3 separate regions of the Mus musculus genome follow, and all the other regions are linked to region 2. A link is a contact called in public Hi-C data. All regions are on one chromosome and are shown on one strand. Each heading gives the region's core, a stretch centred on a gene start, on an enhancer-like site or on the middle of the called end of the contact. The rest is flanking DNA. Distances are from core to core; before and after follow the strand shown.

Region 1 (3,593 bases), core at 707-3,206, 220 kb before region 2:
CACCTCTTTCTTGTCACATGTTTTCCCTAGAGCTGTGAGCTTCATAAGGGCAAGGAACATTTCTTACACATCTTGATATTAAAAACCTTCTCTCCATGTACTGAGCACCAGAATTCCCTTTACACTGAAATTCCTGAGAGGATCTGCAAACATACTCATCAGGAGATCAGGTAATTGAGTTGGGCATTAACTAAATTCATGGTTTCCATTTGGTAAGGCAAAGAAAGCACAGAATCCAGTAGATTTGGATCTCTATCACAGCACTGTGCAGGCTTCTCAGGCAAACTCACCTTGTTCATCTGAAGAGGAGTGACAAGTCCCTCTACATTACATTACACCACATTACATTACATGTATTACAGAGCCAGACAATGTGGCGTGAATGGGATTTGTGGGACCCTGTCTCAGAAAAGGAAAATGTCAACAACTAAAAAGACACATTACATACAGAATCAAGAACTGATTAACCGGGTCAAATTCTGGCCGTTAACTTACTACTACATGACTTTGGTCAGCTCAACAGCTCCGTGCCTCCTGGTCTTCATTTGTTAAAAATAAAAATAAAAAAAAAACCCCAAGAACAAGGTCACACAGCAGTGCTCACCGTGTGTATATTGAGGTCTCTATGAGTGAACATACTTTCATTCTTGAGCAATGTCTCTCCTGTCGTCAGTACATGTGTTTGCTGCTGCTGCTAAGACTGGTAGGAACCGTTTTCAGGTAGCTGAAGCAGTGACATGAAGCACTCAGAGACATGATGAACTGTGCACAGCAGCTGTGTGAGCTGCAGAGCCCTCAGGACCTCAGATGCTGGGAGAGGCTGTAATTGATTTCGAAAGGGTCTCATTATATAACCCAGGTCTTAAGCTAGCCATCTGCCTCCCAGGTCAGGAATAACAAGCACACACCATCCTGCTTAATTTAGAAGCTAGGGGGGTAGACTGATTGATGGTTGATTGATGGTTTGACTGGTTTTGTGCTCTGGGAATCAAATCTAGGAGCTTGCACATCCTAAGTCAGGTGCTCTAGTAGAGAGCTAGTAACACAACTATGCCCAGAATTTCAGGAAAGACTTTAAGCCAACATTTTAAAAATAGGACATATCTGAGGGTAAAGAAGCCAACATAAAGTGGAAATGATGTTTTTGGGTTTGGGGTGCATTCCCCACAGTGAGTGGGGTCACCATGTTCATGAAAGTGGCTCCTTTTTTCCTTGATGGATATTTACAGATCTACGTGCATCACATACAGCTCAGCATATGAGGCTTGGGATTTCAGTGACAAGCTGTTATAAGTGGAGAGCTGAGAGAAGAAAAAGTTGTGTTTCCATGGAAGACAAACAAAGCTAAACAGAACTGGCTAAGAGAACACGCAGCTGCTAACAATGAAGTTACGCACCTAAGTGAACCCCCAGGGCTTCAGTCCTCCCTGGGGAGGAGACCAGAGGCAACTCTATGGCTGCCTTCACGGAGCTGTGTGGCCTTTTCAGCCCGACTGGCAAGGAAGGTGTGTTCTTCCAGTAAGCGCAATTATCTATTTCCTAAAGAAAACTGCCAAGGCCCACCCCTTTGATCATATAAAATGGAATTAATGCTATCTGGTGAGAGATTCATATCTATAACTCCCAAGCAAATTTCTGGAGGGAGTAAATATTCCAAAACTAAACCCAAACAAAAAACAAACCTAAATGAGTCATGGTGGCTCATACTGTAATCACAGCATTACAATTGGGAGGTACAGGTAAGAGGGTCTGAAATTCAAGTGTTCTTCAGCTATGTAGTGAGTTCAAGGCCAGCCTGGGTACCTGGAGACCCTGTCTCCAAAGACAAAACTCCTTCCTGATCCTTTCCTCAAAGTGGAATTGAGTTGTGAAATTAAAAGGACTGAAGGTTGCCACTGTGTGTAAAACTGAACTTTGCTCAGTTGGTATTTCTCAACAGCGGCAGTGATGGCACAGAAAGGCTGGCCAGCTGTGTGTGGAACTCGCTTCCTTCCCTAGAGCCAGGCTGACTCAGGCTGTTGGGTCAGATGGCGCTCCTAACGTTCCCGAGCAGATGGCCCACACTGACCAAGGAGTGACCATGCAGTTGGGGTTTAGCTCAGCAGCTGTGGAGGGAAAGGTGGTGAGTGCGGTTCCTGAATACCTTTCGATCCCTATGATCCAATGATCTTACAGGTTTATTTAGGATCAATTTAAACCATAGATATGGCTATTTTCTGAACACTGTATCACACCTGAGATGAAGAGAAAAATTTGGAAGAAAGCTGTCACCAGTATCAGGAGGTAAAGATGGCCAGCTAATTTGTCGGATCTAGCCAGAGAGTCCTTAGGGCCATTCACTCCCTTTCAGAGATACAGGGATGCTGTCCTTTCAGCAATGCTTATGGATATTATTTCAAAATGAGGAGGGACAGTGCAATCGCTAACAAATGGCACCTTCTTTCTCTGTATACGCTGAGAAGAAGTGAGCAAAAAGCTAAGGGATTCGGTTCTAAGATCCCTCAAGAGCTGGAGAAGTCTCCTTACCCCAATCCTTGGAGAATCAACCTTTAATCCCTCTGGGAAAAGCACAGGAACCTGTGGTTAGGCAAGACGCAGCAAGTATCTGGAGCCTTGAGTAAACCCTCAGAGAGAAGTGGTTACCACAAGAACCACAGCTGTGCCGCTCTTGTGGCTCAAATGCCACGACCACTTTGCACCTGATTGTTAACCATGCAATTAACTGTGCATGTTCTAAAGAGCTGCGTGAGGAGGCCGTGACGGAAAGCTGGGGTATTAGAACATGCCTGGGAAGAGGATATTGGACCCTGGCCCCTTCCTCTCTTTATGCTCCTCGGTTTCTATGAAGTAAATAATCCCCTCCATGTCTGTTCTCCTCACAACAGGCCTAAAGGCAACGGAACCAAGCAGCCATCAACTGGTGGAACCATAAACTAAGCTAAGCTAAGCCTTTTCTCCTTATGTGTTGATTGCCTTGGAGATTTTGTTACAGTGACAGAAAGCTGGCAAGTACTCTGGGGTTGCACAGTTCACTTTAGGAGCACTTTTTCCTGTGGCCCCTTAAAGATTCTACCTCCTTCCGGTGGTGCCTGCCCAGCTGTGGACCAAGTTTGAACAGATGAAACACTGGAGAATATCTCAGAGACAAAAAAGAGCATGGATTACAAACTTTTTCTGGGATGCTGATAAATGTTAACATCCGTCTTCCCAAAATCAGTGGGGGAGTCTAGAGCCCTTGCTACTTGCCTTTGTGAGAAGTTTTCCCACCATGGCTGACTGCAAGCTACATATGTGACATTCATGCACAGTCAGGAATCAGAAACAAGTGCACAGGAGCCCTGCAGCCTGAGGTGCAGATAGAGACCACAGAGAGCACTGTTACACAACCTGCCAGTTTATACTTTCAGAAGAAGTTTACAGGGTCCCCCTTTACTCCTGACAGTGCTTGATAATACACATTTTTGCCAATTCGAGGCAAAAGTTTCTTTGTATTTTCCAATCAGTGGTGTTGAGTATCTGTTCACATTGTTTCTATTTCTTCCTTGCAAAATTGCCCTTTCCTTTTGTTGTAGCCTGGAAACAATTGTTCATCA
Region 2 (3,489 bases), core at 871-3,370:
GCCTCTGCCTCCCAGGTGCCGGGATTAAAGGTGATCGCCACCACAGCTGGCTGAAACCTGTCACTTATTCACTGTGGTTTGGGTGGTCTGGTAAAGAACATGTGAATGGGATAGGGCTAGCAGAAGCCTGATTCAAGCAGGCTGAGGAGTAAGCTGAAGAGATTCACACAGAAATGACTGAGCAGGGCTGGAATGGTGGCTCAACTGCATAAGCATGGGGACCTGAGGTAGCATCCCCAGCATTCATAGGAAGGCCAGGCATGGTGTGAGTGTCTGTAAAACCAGCACCGGGGAGGCAGAGGCAGCAAAGCCCTGGAGCTCAGTGATCAGTCAGTCTAGCTGAAATGGTGAGCTTCAGGCTCTGTAAGAGACTCTGCCTCACAGAATAAAGTAGAACGTAATGGAGGAAGATGCCCAGTATTGACCTCTGGCCTCCATATATGTGCACAGATCTCACACACACACACACACACACACACACACACACACATACACGTATGCACACACGCGCATATGTGTGCACATGTGCACTCCAATAAAGAAAAGATGACTGGGCTGGTGAGATGGCTCAGTGGGTAAGAGCACCCGACTGCTCTTCCAAAGGTTGGAAGTTCAAATCCCAGCAACCACATGGTGGCTCACAACCATCCAACCAACAAGATCTGACTCCCTCTTCTGAAGTGTCTGAGGACAGCTACAGTGTACTTACATATAATAAATAAATAAATAAATAAATAAATAAAAAAAAGAAAAGATGACTACACATAGCACACACAGTTGACAACAGTGTAGGGTAGAAACTCATCAGCTTCCATGGGGAACTAGGAGACAACTGGACCTGTGAGAAGAAAGCAGAATGTTCATTTTGCTACCTGCTTGCCATCTGCTTTCAGTGAATGCATGAAATAACATTAAAATTATTATGGTGTGTGTGTGTGTATACATGTGTGTTGAAGGCCAACATGATCTTTACTTTTTGCCCTCTATTACAGTGAAGGAAGTGTTCTTGCTTTTATCCAACCCATGCATCAGACCTCTATCTCTGGTCTATCCACAGGCTCGTCTCCCTCTGCTCTCTGAACCAGGTGCTACTGTGGGCACCTAAGTCATCACATAGGGTCAGGGGTTGAACTCGGGTTGTTAGCCTTTATCTGTTAGGCTATCTTGCAGGCCCAAGTAACATTTAACTTTTTTTTTTTTTTTTTTTTTTTTTTTTTTTTTTTTTTTTTTTTTTGAGGCAAGATCTCACTATATAGTTCTTGTTGGCCTGGAGCTTGCTATGCAGAGCAGCCTGGTCTTGAACTCAAGAGAGATCTGCCTGCCATCTTCCTAGTGCTGAGATTAAAGGTGTATACCACTAGAAACAGCACCTCCCCTCCCCAGGAAATTCTTATAGAGATGTGTCCTTGGCGTGTAGAAGTTAACATAAAGAGAGCATGCATAATCTAGAGGTCGTGGCAGCAGATGTGTAGAATATGCCCTCTGTGTGTCTAAATAGGTGTGGCCACAGAGACCATAAGCTCCCAATGGCAGGTGTATTAGAAAAGATGAAATGTAACTGACAATTCTAGGACTTAGATTCTGAACCTTGGAAAACATAACTCGCAAAGTTTCATTTGAAATAAATTGATTTCTTGTGGATTTTCAAGAATAATTTTCTGTACATTTAATATTAGCCTTTTTGACACAAAATAGTGAATACAGACAGTATTTTCCAAGAAGGATCGCAGGCTGCCAGCAGGTACTGTTTTTATAGTTCCTGCTGAGTCCCCTGTGCTCCACATTTGTGGATAGCCTGCCACCTGCCTCTAATACTGTGTTACTATGACAACCTGCCTGGTGATTCTGTCCCTGGGAGACATGTGATCCTCAGGCCTGTGGCAGAGCCTATAGGCTGCACCCACTAGGCCCTCATTTAGGCTTGGATTCTATTTATTTTTAGTGCTAGGGCTTTTTCCCATTTTCCCATTAAAGTACAGAAAGAATAGAAGAGATGTGTTTCCTGTTGATAGAGGAAGAGAACACAAAGAGGAACTAAAAATAAGCACATATCAGCTATATGCACTGGATGCCTTTCCTATGGGAAAAACTGGCTTGAAGGAAGCAACAGAGAACTTGGTCATGTGGCTGTGTTCTCAGGGACGTGGCATAAGACATCCCCTTGGTTGGGGACCAAGAAACGTGTGCTCAACCTCCTGTTGTGAGTGTGCTGGCTGCTTTTATGTAACAGTAAAGCTAATGCTGGACTAGACTCAAGTTATACAGGCTCTGACGCATTCTGCTGACCTGGGGGCCATCTGGCTTCTTCAGGGATTGAGTGTGACTGGGTAAAGTTGTTAATACGTGTAGTGGCACCTGCATTTGAGGGAGTTTTCTGCCACAACAGTGTGAAGCCTCCCACAGGGAAAGGTCTTCATGGATCACACATTTACATTGTATCAGCTCTCGGTGAGGTCTGCTCACCGCATCAGCTGGCATTTCACAGCACCAGAACCAGCGTTTTGACTTTTGATGCTGCGGAGTCACAGTAATCCTTCACTGATGCATCATGTTCCTTATGTTTCTGTTTATCACCAAGGATCTTATTTTAATTTGTGTGGGTGACTTCCAATCAATCAGCTCTAGTGTAGTCCAGAAGAGAACATGTAATCTAATAAAAACTTGGCTAACTGATACTAGCCATTTGTCTTGTCATGATTACATTGTGATTTTCCCAATTAAATATTTATTCAGAGAAGTCAAATCAATAAGACTGTGGATTTGATCTAAGAGATTAAGCACATCTATTGTTCTCCATAAAAAAATTTCTATTTGCTATTACACGTCTTTTGTTTGATCTAAGAAGCCCCCAATTATTCTCTTCCACAAGCTTTGAAAGCAAATAACTTAAAATTAATTATAATCATATCATTGATAGTAATATGCATCCTTGGGTTCTCAGTTGATAAAATTACTTTAATTCAATTATTTCCCTTCCATTTTATTTTTCCACTCATCAACAGCAGTCCTAGAAATTCTTCACCCTTTATGTCTTTATGAAACAGACTCAAGCAACACATAGGAATGTATTTAGTTTCAGACAAAGTTCCATGTCTCTCCTACAATTCAACTACAGATCTTTTTGATCTCCTGTGTTTGATCCTCATTCTTTCTCTACTAGTATTCTTTCCTGCACCCAGGAGAGCCAGGCGGTCTTGAGAAATCCCCTTCACATGCTACCCCACGGTAGGCTATGTCATCATTGCCTAAGCATTTTTGCCCTTATATTTCCTATTAATATCCTACCATCTTACCATCTCACCTACCTCGTGTTTCCAGACACTTCTGATATTCTGACTGCTCAGCCAATGCCTGGCCTGATGCCTAGCAGGTGATCGCCACCCTGACATGGATAGAGGCCAGTCATCAAACTGACCTTCATCGCCAGTGGACACATTGCCTCAGCCTTCTGCTTCCCCCTGTTTCCATCCTAATTCTTCTTCTAAATTC
Region 3 (3,823 bases), core at 756-3,255, 160 kb before region 2:
ATTTCAAAAGCCTGTGTGTAAAAATTGCATATTTTGTACAACCAACCCCCTTTGTAGATGGAAAAGTTGAAGATTTAGTTTGAAACAGAGCTGATGAGTCAGGAGTCCTTATTTTAGAACATTTATTCTTAGGAAGACTTTTTTAAAAATACAGAATGGGTCTCACTGTGTAGCCTTGGCTGGCCTGGAACTGGGCAGTTCATCTGCCTCTGCCTCTTGAGTGCTGGAAGTAAAGGTATGTGTCCATGCTAAGCCTAAAGTGTCTGTGGGCATCAGAGTCACAGTTCACTAACGTACTTCCCTGCCTTTTCCCAGGTATGAGAGATGAGTGTGGGGCGTCGAAGAGTCAAGTTGCTGGGCATCCTGATGATGGCAAATGTCTTCATTTATTTGATTGTGGAAGTCTCCAAAAACAGTAGCCAAGACAAAAATGGAAAGGGAGGAGTAATAATCCCGAAAGAGAAGTTCTGGAAGCCACCCAGCACTCCCCGGGCATACTGGAACAGGGAACAGGAGAAGCTGAACAGGTGGTACAATCCCATCTTGAACAGGGTGGCCAATCAGACAGGGGAGCTAGCCACATCTCCAAACACAAGTCACCTGAGCTATTGTGAACCAGACTCGACGGTCATGACAGCTGTGACAGATTTTAATAATCTGCCGGACAGATTTAAAGACTTTCTCTTGTATTTGAGATGCCGGAATTACTCGCTGCTTATAGATCAACCGAAGAAATGTGCAAAGAAGCCCTTCTTACTATTGGCGATAAAGTCCCTCATTCCACATTTTGCCAGAAGGCAAGCAATTCGGGAGTCTTGGGGCCGAGAAACCAACGTAGGGAACCAGACAGTAGTGAGGGTCTTCCTGTTGGGCAAGACACCCCCAGAGGACAACCACCCTGACCTTTCGGACATGCTTAAGTTTGAGAGTGACAAGCACCAGGACATCCTCATGTGGAACTATAGAGACACATTCTTCAACCTGTCCCTGAAGGAAGTGCTGTTTCTTAGGTGGGTGAGCACTTCCTGTCCAGACGCAGAGTTTGTCTTCAAGGGCGATGATGACGTGTTTGTGAACACCCATCACATCCTTAATTACTTGAATAGCTTATCCAAGAGCAAAGCCAAAGACTTGTTCATAGGTGACGTGATCCACAATGCTGGGCCTCACCGGGATAAGAAACTGAAGTACTACATCCCAGAAGTCTTCTACACCGGCGTCTACCCACCGTATGCCGGGGGTGGTGGATTCCTGTACTCCGGCCCCCTTGCCTTGAGGCTGTACAGTGCGACTAGCCGGGTCCATCTCTACCCTATTGATGATGTTTATACGGGAATGTGCCTTCAGAAACTGGGCCTTGTTCCAGAGAAGCACAAAGGCTTCAGGACATTTGATATTGAAGAGAAAAATAAGAAAAATATTTGTTCCTATATAGACCTAATGTTAGTACATAGCAGAAAACCTCAAGAGATGATTGATATCTGGTCTCAGTTGCAAAGTCCTAATTTAAAATGCTGAAATAGACATGAGCTGCATTTCACAGAAAGGCCTAGCCTGACTAGTTCCCATGGTGTGCTCTCACAATAGGTGAGTTCTGTGTGAGGCTATTAGCCTTCATGAGCAGGTAGCCCCTGGGCTCCCAAGCCCTCAGTCCTTCCCTTGCCTTGTGAAGAGGGAAGGCTGAAGACAGCTCAGCATGGCAGGGTGAGTGGTTATGACCCTTCCTCTGGCTGCCGGTCCTCAGTTTCTAATTTGTTTTCTTTCTCCTCCACAATTATGTATGTATGTGTGTATATATGTGTGTGTGTACATACATACATATATATATATGTAGGACACAACCTGGTGGCTTTGTGAAATGGAATTCTATGTATTTTCATAAGATTTTGAAAGTTGTCTAGAAAGTAGACTGATGTCAATCTCCCGTCACCCAGCAGTATTGTCCTTGTTACTAGAAACCGTTACTTCCTTTATGCAAGGAAAGCCACGCAGTGCGTGTAGTTCATCTTGTCAGGGCTTATGGCCATGAGGACAGAGGGGATTTTCTTTTTACTTGTGTTTGGTTTCCTGGGTGGCATCATGGTAGTTAACCTATTTTTAGTATTTGAAGATCATGAGTGTGATTCCCTAATGGCCAACTGGAGACTGAGTAGCCCGACAGCCATGGGTCTGTGAGTGTTCAGAGACTGGGAAGCATTCGCCACTTCTGAGCTTTGGACGTGATTAGTCAGTTAAAACCCCAAGATTCTATTCTTGCCATATTATCACGTATTCCTTAGATAAAATTCTGGGTAGTGACACTTCCCTGTCTCAGTGTAGAAGTGCCTGTGCTTTTATTTATTGTTCAGATCAAACACCAAAACATTTTCTTAAAAAATATTTTGTGTAATATTTTATTTGTATACAGTGTTTGTGAAATATTTAACTAGAGCATGATATTTTATTTTTTCTCATTTTTAATTCTTTGAGAATTTCATACAATGTGTTTTGATTGTATTCACCTCCCCATCTCCTCCCAGATCCAGCATGATGTTTTAAATGTTAAGCTGTAACATGTTAGATAAAGTTAACTCTTATTTTTGAATTTTAAAATTTGGATGGGGGGGTATGAACTGCTAGAGAAAATAAAGTTCTGCCAAAATATTGCATATACTAGTATCTTGTAACATGCTTTCTTGAAATATTTTTGTGCTTTAGAGGGTTCTCACCTGTGCTACAGGGGACTGGGAAAAAGTGGAAATAAAGTGATTGTATTTTTTAATCATCACGTATAATAAGTGATACTCTTTCTGTTCTTGTTTCCCTGTGTTTCATGACATTCTCCCTGGGCTATCTTTCCCAGAAACCATTACAGTCATCATTATATTAACAGTCTGTGTCCGTGGGTTAGCCATCACTGCATCTGTAGTCTTAAAAGCACTTCCCACCTATGTGTGTCTTCCTGAGAGCTGTGCCATCTGGTTTTTTTTGTTTCTGTTTTTGATTTGAGGGGGTCTCTATGGGGTCCTGGCTGTCCTGGGGCTCAGTATGTTGACCAATCTGGCCTGGAATTCCTAGAGCTGCTCCTCCCTCTACCTCCATTGTGATGATGGAATTGAAGACATGCATTCCAGCTATAAAGCACCTGGACCCCCACATCCCAAGCGTCTGCAAGAAGGACCCAGGCATTTCCAACCACGGGTTGCACTTCTTTCTCGACCTGTCAACTAATATACACCTTCATGCCCTTCCTCCAAGGCCTCCCTGAGATCGACCAAACCATTTTACTGACTTGACCCAGACCAAGAAACCCTGGTGTGCAGCACCCATGTCTGCTGCCTGTCTTTATGAAAGGTATACAAAGTAGAAACTCCTATTCTGTCCTTGGATTGCATTGTTTGAGAACATGATCTAAGGTGGCTAGGAGTGTGTGAAGGCAGCTGCCTGCTGGGACTGGGGATCTGCTCAGAACCCCGGAGGAGGTGCTGAGTGCATATGGTTTGTGTCTGAAGCCCAAGGGAGCTGTCTTTTTCTAAGACTGCTTTAGAGATGGTATACTTTCTTACAAAGTTTGTACACTAGCTCTAAAACAAACAGGCTTCAGGGTAACACTGCCACTCTCACTACACATCTACCACAGAAGAAAAATGTTGGTTGAACCATGACAGGTTTTTTTAATTTGATATTACTTTGTGGCTTAAGGTGACTCTAAAGTGTTACCCCACCCCCAACTCGCTGCTTCAGTTTCTCAGATGCTGAGGTTACCAGGTTGTGGCGCCATGCCTAACTGTGGCCATTTTTCTTTTCCCTTTTTTTGCCTTTTGAAAATGCATTCCAGGACCTG

What was found. A called contact is a pair of places that touch in the nucleus more often than the background predicts.
Region 1: a Hi-C map of bone marrow-derived macrophages shows a contact between it and region 2, with 25 read pairs. The contact joins two enhancer-like sites. A contact is called at or near these places in 2 of 15 datasets of contacts at CTCF or cohesin (CD8 T cells and large pre-B cells), 1 of 484 Hi-C or Micro-C datasets (bone marrow-derived macrophages) and 2 of 115 datasets of contacts at active chromatin or transcription factors (large pre-B cells and regulatory T cells).
Region 3: a contact with region 2 is called in a Hi-C map of bone marrow-derived macrophages, with 41 read pairs. The contact joins two enhancer-like sites. A contact is called at or near these places in 7 of 39 promoter capture datasets (the C10 cell line, the HPC-7 cell line, cranial neural crest and 4 more), 2 of 15 datasets of contacts at CTCF or cohesin (CD8 T cells and large pre-B cells), 11 of 484 Hi-C or Micro-C datasets (B cells, LSK cells, Th1 cells and 8 more), 12 of 115 datasets of contacts at active chromatin or transcription factors (CD8 T cells, DN3 thymocytes, the HPC-7 cell line and 8 more) and 1 of 9 other capture datasets (bone marrow-derived macrophages).

The regions. Positions count from the first base shown.
Region 1 is chr11:22,890,489-22,894,081 of GRCm38.p6, reverse strand. No RefSeq gene overlaps it. Among named protein-coding and RNA genes, the nearest start is that of Gm24917, 23 kb to the right of the region's middle. Within about 2 kb of position 1,956, at least 55 of the 459 cell types and tissues checked have an H3K27ac peak or open chromatin away from gene starts, as enhancers often do. A contact at or near this core is called in bone marrow-derived macrophages, where this site is marked.
Region 2 is chr11:22,670,647-22,674,135 of GRCm38.p6, reverse strand. No RefSeq gene overlaps it. Among named protein-coding and RNA genes, the nearest start is that of Gm40816, 18 kb to the right of the region's middle. Within about 2 kb of position 2,120, at least 58 of the 459 cell types and tissues checked have an H3K27ac peak or open chromatin away from gene starts, as enhancers often do. A contact at or near this core is called in bone marrow-derived macrophages, where this site is marked.
Region 3 is chr11:22,833,688-22,837,510 of GRCm38.p6, reverse strand. It overlaps B3gnt2 (UDP-GlcNAc:betaGal beta-1,3-N-acetylglucosaminyltransferase 2), which reads left to right. Exons shown (of 2, transcript NM_016888.5): 2 at 316-2,772. The coding sequence starts at 325. The coding sequence ends at 1,518. Among named protein-coding and RNA genes, the nearest start is that of B3gnt2, 24 kb to the left of the region's middle. Within about 2 kb of position 2,005, at least 8 of the 459 cell types and tissues checked have an H3K27ac peak or open chromatin away from gene starts, as enhancers often do. A contact at or near this core is called in bone marrow-derived macrophages, where this site is marked.